2 separate regions of the Capra hircus genome follow, and region 2 is linked to region 1. A link is a contact called in public Hi-C data. All regions are on one chromosome and are shown on one strand. The core of a region is the stretch at or near the end of the contact, and the rest is flanking DNA. Distances in the headings are between cores, read along the strand shown. Region 1 overlaps RALGPS2 (ras-specific guanine nucleotide-releasing factor RalGPS2). Region 2 has its middle 30 kb from the start of FAM20B.

Region 1 (5,746 bases), core at 997-3,496:
CAAATTTGCTGGCATATTGAGTATAGCACTTTCACAGCATCATCTTTCAGGATTTGAAAGAGCTCAACTGGCTTTGAGCTCTCCACTATTCCATCACCTCCACTAGCTTTGTTCTTGGTGATGCTTCCTAAGACCCACTTGACTTCACATTCCAGGATGTCTGGCTCTAGGTGAGTGATCACACCATCGTGATTATCTGGGTCATGAAGATCTTTCCTGTACAGTTCTTCTGTGTATTCTTGCCACCTCTTCTTAATATCTTCTGCGTCTGTTAGGTCCATACCATTTCTGTCCTTTATCGAGCCCATCTTTGCATGAAATGTTCCCTTGGTATCTCTAATTTTCTTGAAGAGATCTCTAGTCTTTCCCATTCTATTGTTTTCCTCTGTTTATTTGCACTGATCACTGAGGAAAGTTTTCTTATCTCTCCTTGCTATTCTTTGGAACTCTGCATTCAAATGGGTATATCTTTCCTTTTCTCCTTTGCTTTTCGCTTCTCTTCTTTTCACAGCTATTTGTAAGGCCTCCTCAAACAGCCATTTTGCTTTTCTGCATTTCTTGTTTTGGGGGATGGTCTTGATCCTTGTCTCCTGTACAATGTCACGAACCTCCTTCCATAGTTCATCAGGCACTCTGTCTATTAGATCTAATCCCTTGAATCTATCTCTCACTTCCACTGTGTAATCGTAAGGGATTTGATTTAGGTCATACCTGAATGGTCTAGTGGTTTTCCCTATTTTCTTCAATTTAAGTCTGAATTTGGCAATAAGGAGTTCATGATCTGAGCCACAGTCAACTCTCCATCTTGTTTTTGATCACTGTATAGAGCTTCTCCATCTCTGGCTGCAAAGAATATAATCAGTCTGATTTAAGTATTGACCATCTGGTGTTGTCCATGTGTAGAGTCTTCTCTTGTGTTGTGGGAAGAGAGTGTTTGCTATGACCAGTGCGTTCTCTTGGCAAAGCTCTATTAGCCTTTGCCCTGCTTCATTCTGTACTCCGAGACCAAATCTGCCTGTTACTCCAGGTGTTTCTTGACTACCTACTTTTGCATTCTAGTCTCCTATAATGAAAAGGACATCTTTTTTGGGTGTTAGTTCTAAAAGGTCTTGTAGGTCTTCACAGAACCGTTCAACTCCAGCTTCTTCAGCGTTACTGGTCAGGACATAGACTTGGAATTACCGTGATATTGAATGGTTTACCTTGGAAACGAACAGAGATCATCTTGTCATTTTTAAGACTGCATTTCGGACTCTTTTGTTGACTATGATGGCTACTCCATTTCTTCCAAGGGATTCCTGCCCACAGTAGTAGATATAATGGTCATCTGAGTTAAATTCACCCATATCCTGAACCTAATCTCAAAGAAATAGGCAAACCTAAACTGAAGTATGGTCTACAGATGCAGTATTTTAAAAATGCCACTGTTATGAGACACTAAGAAAACCCGAGGAACCATTACAAATGAAAGAAAACACCAAGACACATGATAACTACACCCGCTGTACTGGACTACAATAAGTGCTATAAAGACGTTATTGGGGGCAATTCAGAAACCAGAATACAGACTGCAAATCAAAGTACTGTATCAGTTTCCTATATTCAATAACTATATTGTGGTTATATAAAAAAATAAATTTGCTGTTAAGAAATATAATTGAAGTATTAAGAGTATGAGGTATGAAAACTAATCCCAAATATTTCAGAAAAACAGCATATATGTGTGTATGAGGGACAAATAAATCAATTACAAAGTAAACAGGGCAAAATGTTGAAAATTGGTGAATTTGTATAGAGGGTAAACAGGAGCTTTCTTTACTACTCTCATAATTTTCTTTTTGGTTTGAAAGTCTTTCAAAGTAAAAAGTGGAGGGAATCCTACAAGTTCTTCCGAGTTATACAAAACCTTCTTGGCCTTAAAATCTTCATTTCATAGTGTGTGTATGATCAGTCAGGTCTAACTCTTTGTGACCCCATGGACAGCAGCCCAATAGGCTCCTCGGTCCATTTCCAGGCATGAATACTGGAGTGGGTTGCCATCTCCTCCTCCAAGGGATGTTCCCAACCCAGGAATTGAACCTGCATTTCCTGTGTCTCTGTACTGCAGGCAGATTCTTTACCACTGAACCAGTGGGGAAGTCCCCAAAATCTTCAACTTGCAAAATTTCAAAGAATAAGGTACGTTTCCAATAAAAAGTATAACTCTTTCCACCAATAGATGGCGTTAGTGGCCATTTATTTAGTGTCACTTTCAACCTCAGAGCCAGAACCGATCTCGTGAACAGTGTTCTGGAACTAAGCTACATAAACCCTCAAATATTTCTGCCTCATGCTACCTACTACCAAGAATAACACAGATGAACATTATTTAAGAGGTGGAAAGGTACTTTGGAGATCTCCACTTGGAGTACATTCAAAAGCTCCAGGTCTTCCTTTATTTTAATATTTGCCCCTCTCAACCCAGGGAATGCCCTTATCCTTCCAACTCCCTAGGAGAATCACTGCTGTAGTAATTTACTATAAAGCAACATGAAACCACTGTATCCTTCAAATGTGCAAGAATAAAAAGGGGAGGGAAGAAAAATGGAAGTAAAGGAAAGAAGGAGTGGGTGAGTTTGCTAACCCTTTGCTTTATTCCAATCTCCTGATTTTACAGCTAGACAACAATCTAATGGGAGGGAGGTCATGTGATCTGGCCAAGCTCACATCATTAAAGGGACAGGTAGCTCTTAAACACAAGCCTTCTATTTGCTAATCCTTGGTGCTTTCTACAATGCCAAATCACCCTCTTCCTACTAATCCTTAACTGGATGTTTAAGCACTGTGGAAATGTGGGAGTGGTAGAGGGTAAAATATCTGGTTTCTCTCTTTTCACTTCTAACAGAAGTTCATTAGGTAAACATGATGACAAAGGAAAACACCATGTACAAAGGCTAGGGACAGTGAAATCCTTTGTCACTGGCATTCAGGGAACCGCCAATAGTGGAGTACAATATAATTAGAGGGTAAAATGTGAAAAAGAGTCATGGGAAGCATCAGGAAGTGCGTCTGGAGAAGGTGGTATAAAGGGCAACGTTTGCCACAGTAAAAACAAAAGCTTGGACTGGAGGCAATAAAAAGACAGTCCTTATAAATGGGACTATTAAATTACAGGATCTTACAAGTCTCATTAAGAAGATATACACACATACACATACACAGTGATAGAAAGACATTCCTGTTGAATTCATAAACCTCAACAAATGGGTACCTGTGTAATTACTTCAAGTACAACAGATCCTCAATGTTTAACAGTGATCTGTCCCAAGACATCTTGAAATATCCTCAAATTTGAGAATGTTACTATAGTATACAGCACATTACAGTATAACTAATTTTTTTTTACTCCAACAGACTTTCAATGATTCTTAAAAACCCTGAAATGATGTGGGAAATTCTGAAAGAGATGGGAATACCAGACCACCTGACCTGCCTCTTGAGACACCTATATGCCAGTCAGGAAGCAACACTTAGAACTGGACATGGAACAACAGACTGGTTCCAAATAGGAAAAGGAGTACATCAAGGCTGTATATTGTCACCCAGCTTATTTACCTTATATGCAGAGTACATCATGAGAAACACTGGGCTGGAAGCAGCACAAGCTGGAATCAAGATTCCTGGGAGAAATCTCAATAACCTCAGATATGCAGATGACACCACCCTTAGGGCAGAAAGTGAAGAGGAACTAAAAAGCCTCTTGATGAAAGTGAAAGAGAGTGAAAAGTTGGCTTAAAGCTCAACATTCAGAAAACTAAGATCATGGCATCTGGTCCAGTCACTTCATGGCAAATAGATGGGGAAACAGAAACAGTGTCAGACTTGATTCTTGGGGGCTCCCAAATCACTGCAGATGGTGACTGTAGCCATGAAATTAAAAGATGCTTACCCCTTAGAAGGAAAGTTATGACCAACCTAGATACCATATTCAAAAGCAGAGATATTACTTTCCCAACAAAGGTCCATCTAGTCAAGGCTATGGTTTTTCCAGTGGTCATGTATGGATGTGAGAGTTGGACTGTGAAGAAAGCTGAGCGCCGAAGAATTGATGCTTTTGAACTGTGGTGTTGGAGAAGACTCTTGAGAGTCCCTTGGACTGCAAGGAGATCCAACCAGTCCATCCTAAAGGAGATCAGTCCTGGGTGTTCATTGGAAGGACTGATGCTGAAGCTGAAACTCCAGTATTTTGGCCACCTCATGCGAAGAGTTGACTCACTGGAAAAGCCCCTGATGCTGGGAAGGATTGGGGGCAGGAGGAGAAGGGGATGACAGAGGATGAGATGGCTGGATGGCATCACTGACTTGATGGGCATGAGTTTGAGTGAACTCCGGGAATTGGTGATGGACAGAGTCCTGGCATGCTGTGATTCATGGGGTTGCAAGGAGTTGGACACGACTGAGCAACTGAACTGAACTGAACTGAATCTCTAGTTATTTGCAAGTTGCAAAGCAGACTCTTTTACATCATGAATTTATTAAGCCACCACAGAATCTTACAATTTACTCCAAATTCCTCTTTCTAGATGTACTGTCTTCTACTTCTCTTTGATCACCAGAACAAGTTGCCTCCTGCAGCATAAACAGTTCTCGCATCAAAAATTTCTACACAAAAAAATCCAGAGAATAACAAATGTGCCTACCAGTGGCAGACTAGGACCAATATGTGCCCAGCAAAATTACAAATTATCAGGTTATACACCCTCCCAGTCATTCACCGAACAGTGAAAACCATAAGTGTTAATTTGCGAAAGATGGGGCTCTATTCTAGCAGCAACTGACTAGCTAAAAAAAAGCATCACATACTTTAATAGCAAAGACCCACTGGCCTTTTAAAAGCAGCAATGCCTGTAACAATATAAATATTAGCATAGCAACTTGTAGCTTACAACACACACCTTACCACAATTTTGGCAGAAGGATTTCAAGCAATCTTGTATTACTAGATTTACAGCCTAGTTTTCCATTCAGACATTTTATTAAGAACCAAGAGTACTGGATCTCCGAAGATGTTTGCTCCTGTATCCTGGGGCCACCCAATGACCAGAGGAAGGGAATTGCCTGCATAAAGACTGAGGTGCTGTAGGGATTGAGACATTCTTCATTTATTTTAATAGCCCCCTGAGATAAATATTATTACATTCAACTTAGGAAACTGAGGCTCACGGAGGTTAAGAGGAGGAATATCTCTTATGAGTAAGGAACTCTCTCCTAGAATTTTCCTTCTTCCATCCTTATCCATACCTTTCCCTTCCAAAGGGAAGGTTTCTCTGCAAGTCTCAGTCACTATAATTCCTCCATATTTACTATGTCTGTCAAGGAGGAAAGGTGAGGATGGCTTTCACAGAGAACCTGATATTTGAGATGAGCCTTAACAAGCAAATGTTGGGCAGATGGAGGGTAATGGTAAGGACATTCTTGAAAAGAGTAAATAATACTTGCAAAGACAGAAGAATGGAAGAAATTGGCATGTCAGGACAATGCTGGTTAATGTGTTGCAGAAAAAGTGTGCATGCATGTATGTGTGCGTGTGTGTACAGAAATGAATAATCTATGAAGACAGACTGGAGGAAGATCACAAAATATTAACAACAGCCTGGGAAGAAACATGCACTTTACTCTCTAAATCAAGATTTCTTAACTGAGAGATCACGAATTAAACCCTAGGGCCATGAAATGCCCTGCTCCCCAAAGTATGAAAACTGTGTGA
Region 2 (5,446 bases), core at 2,840-5,339, 190 kb before region 1:
CACGCTGCAACTAGGGAGCAGCCCCCACTTGGCGCAACTAGAGAAAGCCCACGTGCAGCCCGGAAGACACGCAGTGCAGCCAAAAATAAATCCATAATACAAAAATAAACTGCAAAGAACCCCATCGCCTTCCTTAGTTAACCTCAAAAGTTTTGAACTTGCCGCGACGCGTGGTAGTTCTGCTGTGCTGTCGCTCCTGACTCTTGCGTCCACCTGTCTTTTGTGATTCCGTCTGTAACTCCAGCCTCTGATCCTGCCTCCTAGGGTAATGAGTCCTGGAAGCTTGTTTCCAGTCGGGGGAACCAGGTGGCCCCTTCTTTTCGTTTGCACAAGCCTATCTCTCACACATTAAAGGGGATCCCCTAGTGAAGTGTCTCCACGTGTGAACTCACTGCGTTTCCTTCAGTCTTGCTCTTCCCGCTGTATTTCTCATGCCTTTGAAAGGCATCACTATTCACCCCATTCTTCAAGACAGAAAACTGAGATGATGCTCTCTCTCCCCACCCCCAATGCTCCTGGCCACCATGCAATCTGAGAGTAAAAGCTGCACTGGGTTCAAGCAGATGGGTGTAGGAAATGGAGGGTACAAGTGGTTTATTGGCTTGTGTTGATGCCTAGGGTCCTCCGAAGACTGCTCTTTAACCTCTGGCCCTAACTTACTCGTTTTAGTTCCTCTGGGAACCCGGAGATCTCATCATCCCATCTCTGTCCCAGTCTCTCTGCCTTCTCTTTAGGTTCCCCTTCACAAACTGAAACAATACCCCTCCCCATGCCAAAAAACCCTTCTGCCTCTTTCCTTTGGCCAACATACACAAGCTTTTGTTAAAGACAACAGGCCCCAAATGGAGTTCCTTATGCTAAGCCTACGTCACCAAACTGAGACATTATTATGGTTTCAGCTCTCCTGGAAATGGAATCTTAAACCAGTCAAGCAGGCCTAATCAGCATTAGTTAGGTAATCTGCCTGATAGATCCTGCCATTCACTAAAGGAAAGTAACTTTGCAATAACTAACTCACTTTTTCTTTTTTTAAACCTAGTGTAACTTCCTTTTTCCTGTTCCCTTCTCCTATAAAACGCTTTCATTTGGTAAACCCCTTTGAGTTCCTTTCTATCTGCTAGATTGGATACTGTCTGATTAATGAATCATTGAATACAGCCAATGAGATCTTTAAAATGTACTCAGTTGAGTTTTGATTTTTAAAAAAACTATTCATATAAGCTCATGCAAATAGCTACTCTGAGAAGAGGTGTCTCTAACATGACAGACAAATCTTATGCTCAGACACTGAACAAATATTTGATAACTGAATGAATGAACCTATATTATTTCTGTTTCAACAGCTTTGAATCATATCATATTTACTCTTCTCTCCTATACACTAAAGAGGTCCTGGGTCTAAATTTTCTTTCTGCTTCACCATTTAAATTGATTCTCCCAAGACACACTGGACTTCACAGAGGATTCCAGGAGTGGACACAAACCAGCTCTACATAAGGCAGAACAATAGTTCACGGTTTTGTTTCAACATGTGTTTTCAACAATTTGCTTTCTATCACCTTGGCAGGATTTTCATTCAGCCATTTAACAAAAATATGTTGAGTATTTACTCTGTGTTGATGACTGTGCCAAAGGCCAGGGTACAAAAATGAACAAAACACAGTATAATCTTGGCCCTTAAAAAAACTGGCAACTCACAGTGCCGTGGGGTCGATGCTAGAGTGAGGTTGGGGACAGGCAGGGGCACAAGCTAAGGAGGCACATGGGAGAGGCTCCTAACCTAGGCTTTGGGTTTTTTTTAATCAGTTTTTTTTGGGGAAACTTCCAAACATGTACAAATGTTGAGAGCACAATGAACCCTCAAGTATCCATCACCCAGCTTCAACAGGGATCAATATTCTGTCATCCTTATTTCATCTATCTCCTGATCTCACTTTTTCTCTTGAGTGTTTTTAAAAACCAACCCCAGATCCCATTTCAGTTATCTGTTTGCAGCTCTAATAGATGAGGCATGCCCTAACTAGCCTCAAAGTGGGCAGGAAAGCTTCCTAGAGGCAGTGGCATCTAACCTGATGTACGGAGGAGTAGGATTAGCAGGAGATCAAACCAGTCCATCCTAAAGGAAAGCAAACCTGAATATTCACTGGAAGGACTGAATGCTGAAGCTGAAGCTCCAGTACTTTGGCCACCTGATACGAAGAGCCATTTCATTGGAAAAGACCCTGATGCTGGGAAAGATCGAAGGCAAAAAGAGAAGCGGGCTGCAGAGGATCTGATGGTTAGAAAACATCACTGACTCAACGGACATGAATTTGAGCAAACTCTAGGAGAGAGTTGAGGACAGCGAAGCCTGACCTGCTTCCGTGGGGTCTCTTAACGACAGAACAACAACAATAACAACGCGATAGAGCAGGAGGAAGACAGGAAGGGGAAAACGTTTCAGACCAAAGGAATAGTTTGTGCAGGGGTCAAAGCTGAGGGGAATATGACAAGTTTACCACTTTGACACTCACCTATGGTCTGTGGACCAGCAGAATTGGCATCACTTGGAAGTTTGTTAAAAGTTTAGAATCCAGAGCCCCACCCCAGATCTAGGGAACCAGAATCTGCAGTTTATCAAAGTCCCCAGGGGATTCATTTGCACATAGGGCTGAGAGGTAGTGGGTTAGGGACTGCCTAAGGGCAGTGCAGCTGGAAATTAGAGGGGAATTATGTGGTTGGAGCAAGGGGAGAGGTCAGGAAGGCCTCTGAAGTTAAAGCAAAGGCTGGAGCTTTTACCCTGACACCAAAGGAGACCTGCTGACAACGCTGAGCAGGGAGCAAGGTGATCAGATTTGACTGTGAGGCGATAACTGTACCTCAAGGGGAGAGTGGATTGAAGTTGGGGAGGAGGGAGCTCCAAAAACCAGTCAGGCTTTTGTTCCTTAGAAGCTACAGGGGGCAGCAGCTGGGCGTGGATTCTGGAGCCCAACAGCCCTGCCTATGTTATATTTTCATTTCATTTTTCAACCCCCTGCTTGGCTTCTTACAGAGTGGTCTTGACTCGAGACACAGCTATTTGACTTTTCTGAGCCTCTTTCCTCATCTCTCCCAAGCATGACACTTTCTTTTCACAGCACCTTGATCACAGCATCAAACGAAGAGTGAATATTTAGAAACAGAGTCTGATTTTGATATGTTCAGAATTCAAATAGCATCAGAATGCTGCAACTGCCTAGCTCTACACCCACTCCTCCCCTAGCCCAGACGGTGGCCCTCAGGCCTCTTCACTTTCAGAGAGCCCTATGGTCAGGGAAAGAGCACAGAATTGGGGCTGGAGACTCAGCTTCTAGAGAAATCAGTTCAGTGCCCCACCTATCCTGGAACCTTTGCTGAAAGGCAGCTCCTCTGGCCAGCCCTCTATGCCTGCTCCCCACCTGCCTGCCTGGGCTCAGGCCAGTTCCCTCACCTGGAGTGCAGGTGTGCGGGAGTCTGCAGATTCCTCACTAAGTAAGCCGCTATGCTTTGGGGACCTGAGGGTGGGGAGCAGAACTGTCCTCCCCTCCGTCTGTCAAAACCCTTTCTGAATGGCCCATGCCCACCCCTCCATGGCACCTCTCTTGCCCACACTGAGCTCAAATGTCCTGTGAAGCTACAGCCCAATATTAACACAGAGTTGAGTGCGGGATGGGGACGTGTCATCAGGGATGAACAGCTTGGCTCTGGGCAGGGGTCCTGTGCCATGAGTGGGGACCAAGCTCAGCTGATGAGGGAGGGCCTGGAAGGGTCATTTGCTTGAGGTCAAAGGATCAAAAGACCTCACAAGTGCCTCTCTTCCTTTCTTTTCCCTCCTGCTGCACGTCCACAAGTGGCCACACGGGGTCAGTGTCTTTTCATGCCTGGATCGGCACAGCCGGGTGGGGACGGGCACAGCCGGGTGGGACCCCGGAGCTCTCTGTTACGTCTTTCTGCAGAAGAGTTCTGGCTAATTGTGAAAAACAGAAAACTCCCCTTCGGCTTGGAGCAGCGTGGCTGGGGGGACCCGATGGTCCGGGTGAGGAAGAAGACAACAGTTACGGTGTTACACTGACAAGGGGCCACGGGGCTCTGTCCAGATGCCCTGCGCAGGCTGGCTCCATGCTATCTGACTAATTTAAAAACAGTGGGCATTCACTCGGGCACCATGGGCTGGGCGGGAAGATATGCCAGAAGAGGGGAAAAGCCCAGAATATGCCAGTTTAGGAAGATGGAGTGTCATCCCCTTTAGGAACATGGGGGTTCTGGTCAGCGGCAGCCAGCCCCAAGCTGCTGGTCCTGCCTCCACTGCAGGACTCCTAGTCTCAGATAGCGCTGGTGGTGGGGCCTCCAGCCAGGCCACAAGGCCTGGGGGTGGGGCTCACTCTACCCCAGGGGCATGGCATGTGTTCACACGACGGCCAACCACCCTGCCAGAGGGGGCTTTCTGAAGGAAAGTCCCCAGAGGCCGTCCTAATACGGCAAAGACAGGTCTCACTGGCTGGCAGACCCTGCTGCTTCTGGAGGATAAGGGGTTCCTTGGGCTCAAACTGTTGGTAAAGAATCCGCCTGCAATGCAGGGGACCCCAGTTCGATTCCTGGGTCAGGAATATCCACTGGAGAAGGGATAGGCTACCCATTCCAGTATTCTTGGGCTTCCCTTGTGGCTCAGCTGGTAAAGAATCTGCCTGCAATGCGGGAGGCCTGAGTTTGATCCCTGGGTTTGATCCCTGGGTTGGGAAGATCCCCTGGAGAAGGGAAAGGCTACCCACTCCAGTATTCTGGCCTGGAGAATTCCATGGACTGTATAGTTCATGGGGTCGCAAAGAGTCAGACACAACTGACTGACTGACTTGCAGGAGACCTTGGGGGAGGAGTGAGCTAGAGATCCTAGGGAAACTTGAAGGGCAAGACTGACCTTCAAATCCAGGCCGAGGCCCAGATCTAGACTTTGTGGGTCTGAAGCTTTCACCATTTAGGGCTCATTTTAAGAAAAATAATATAAAATTACAAACACAAAATCATATTTGTAAACCCAATTTTATAAATATTTACTTAGAATGAGCTATTTTCCTTAGAATGAGAAACAAATATTTACTTGGGTTGAGAAAACAGATGACATCAAATTATAAATTTTAAAAAGCTAACAAATGGCACAAGTATCACAAAATCCAGAAAAGTAACCTTTTTATTAACCACCCACCACACCTCTGGAGAAGACACTGGCAACCCACTCCAGTACCCTTGCCTGGAGACTCCCATGGACGGAGGAGCCTGATAGGCTGCAGTCCATGGGGTCGCGAAGACTCGGACATGACCGAGCGACTTCACTTTCACTTTTCACTTTCATGCATTGGAGAAGGAAATGGCAATCCACTCCAGTGTTCTTGCCTGGAGAATCCCAGGGACGGGGGAGCCTAGTGGGCTGCCGTCCATGGGGTCACACAGAGTT

What was found. A called contact is a pair of places that touch in the nucleus more often than the background predicts.
Region 2: a contact with region 1 is called in a Hi-C map of blood, with 4 times the contacts expected there. The contact joins two enhancer-like sites. A contact is called at or near these places in 3 of 5 Hi-C or Micro-C datasets (all in blood).

What each region holds. Positions count from the first base shown.
Region 1 is chr16:58,755,396-58,761,141 of ARS1.2, reverse strand. All of the region lies in intron 1 of RALGPS2 (ras-specific guanine nucleotide-releasing factor RalGPS2), which reads right to left. Among named protein-coding and RNA genes, the nearest start is that of RALGPS2, 27 kb to the right of the region's middle. Within about 2 kb of position 2,246, at least 1 of the 5 cell types and tissues checked has an H3K27ac peak or open chromatin away from gene starts, as enhancers often do.
Region 2 is chr16:58,947,599-58,953,044 of ARS1.2, reverse strand. No RefSeq gene overlaps it. Among named protein-coding and RNA genes, the nearest start is that of FAM20B, 30 kb to the left of the region's middle. Within about 2 kb of position 4,089, at least 3 of the 5 cell types and tissues checked have an H3K27ac peak or open chromatin away from gene starts, as enhancers often do.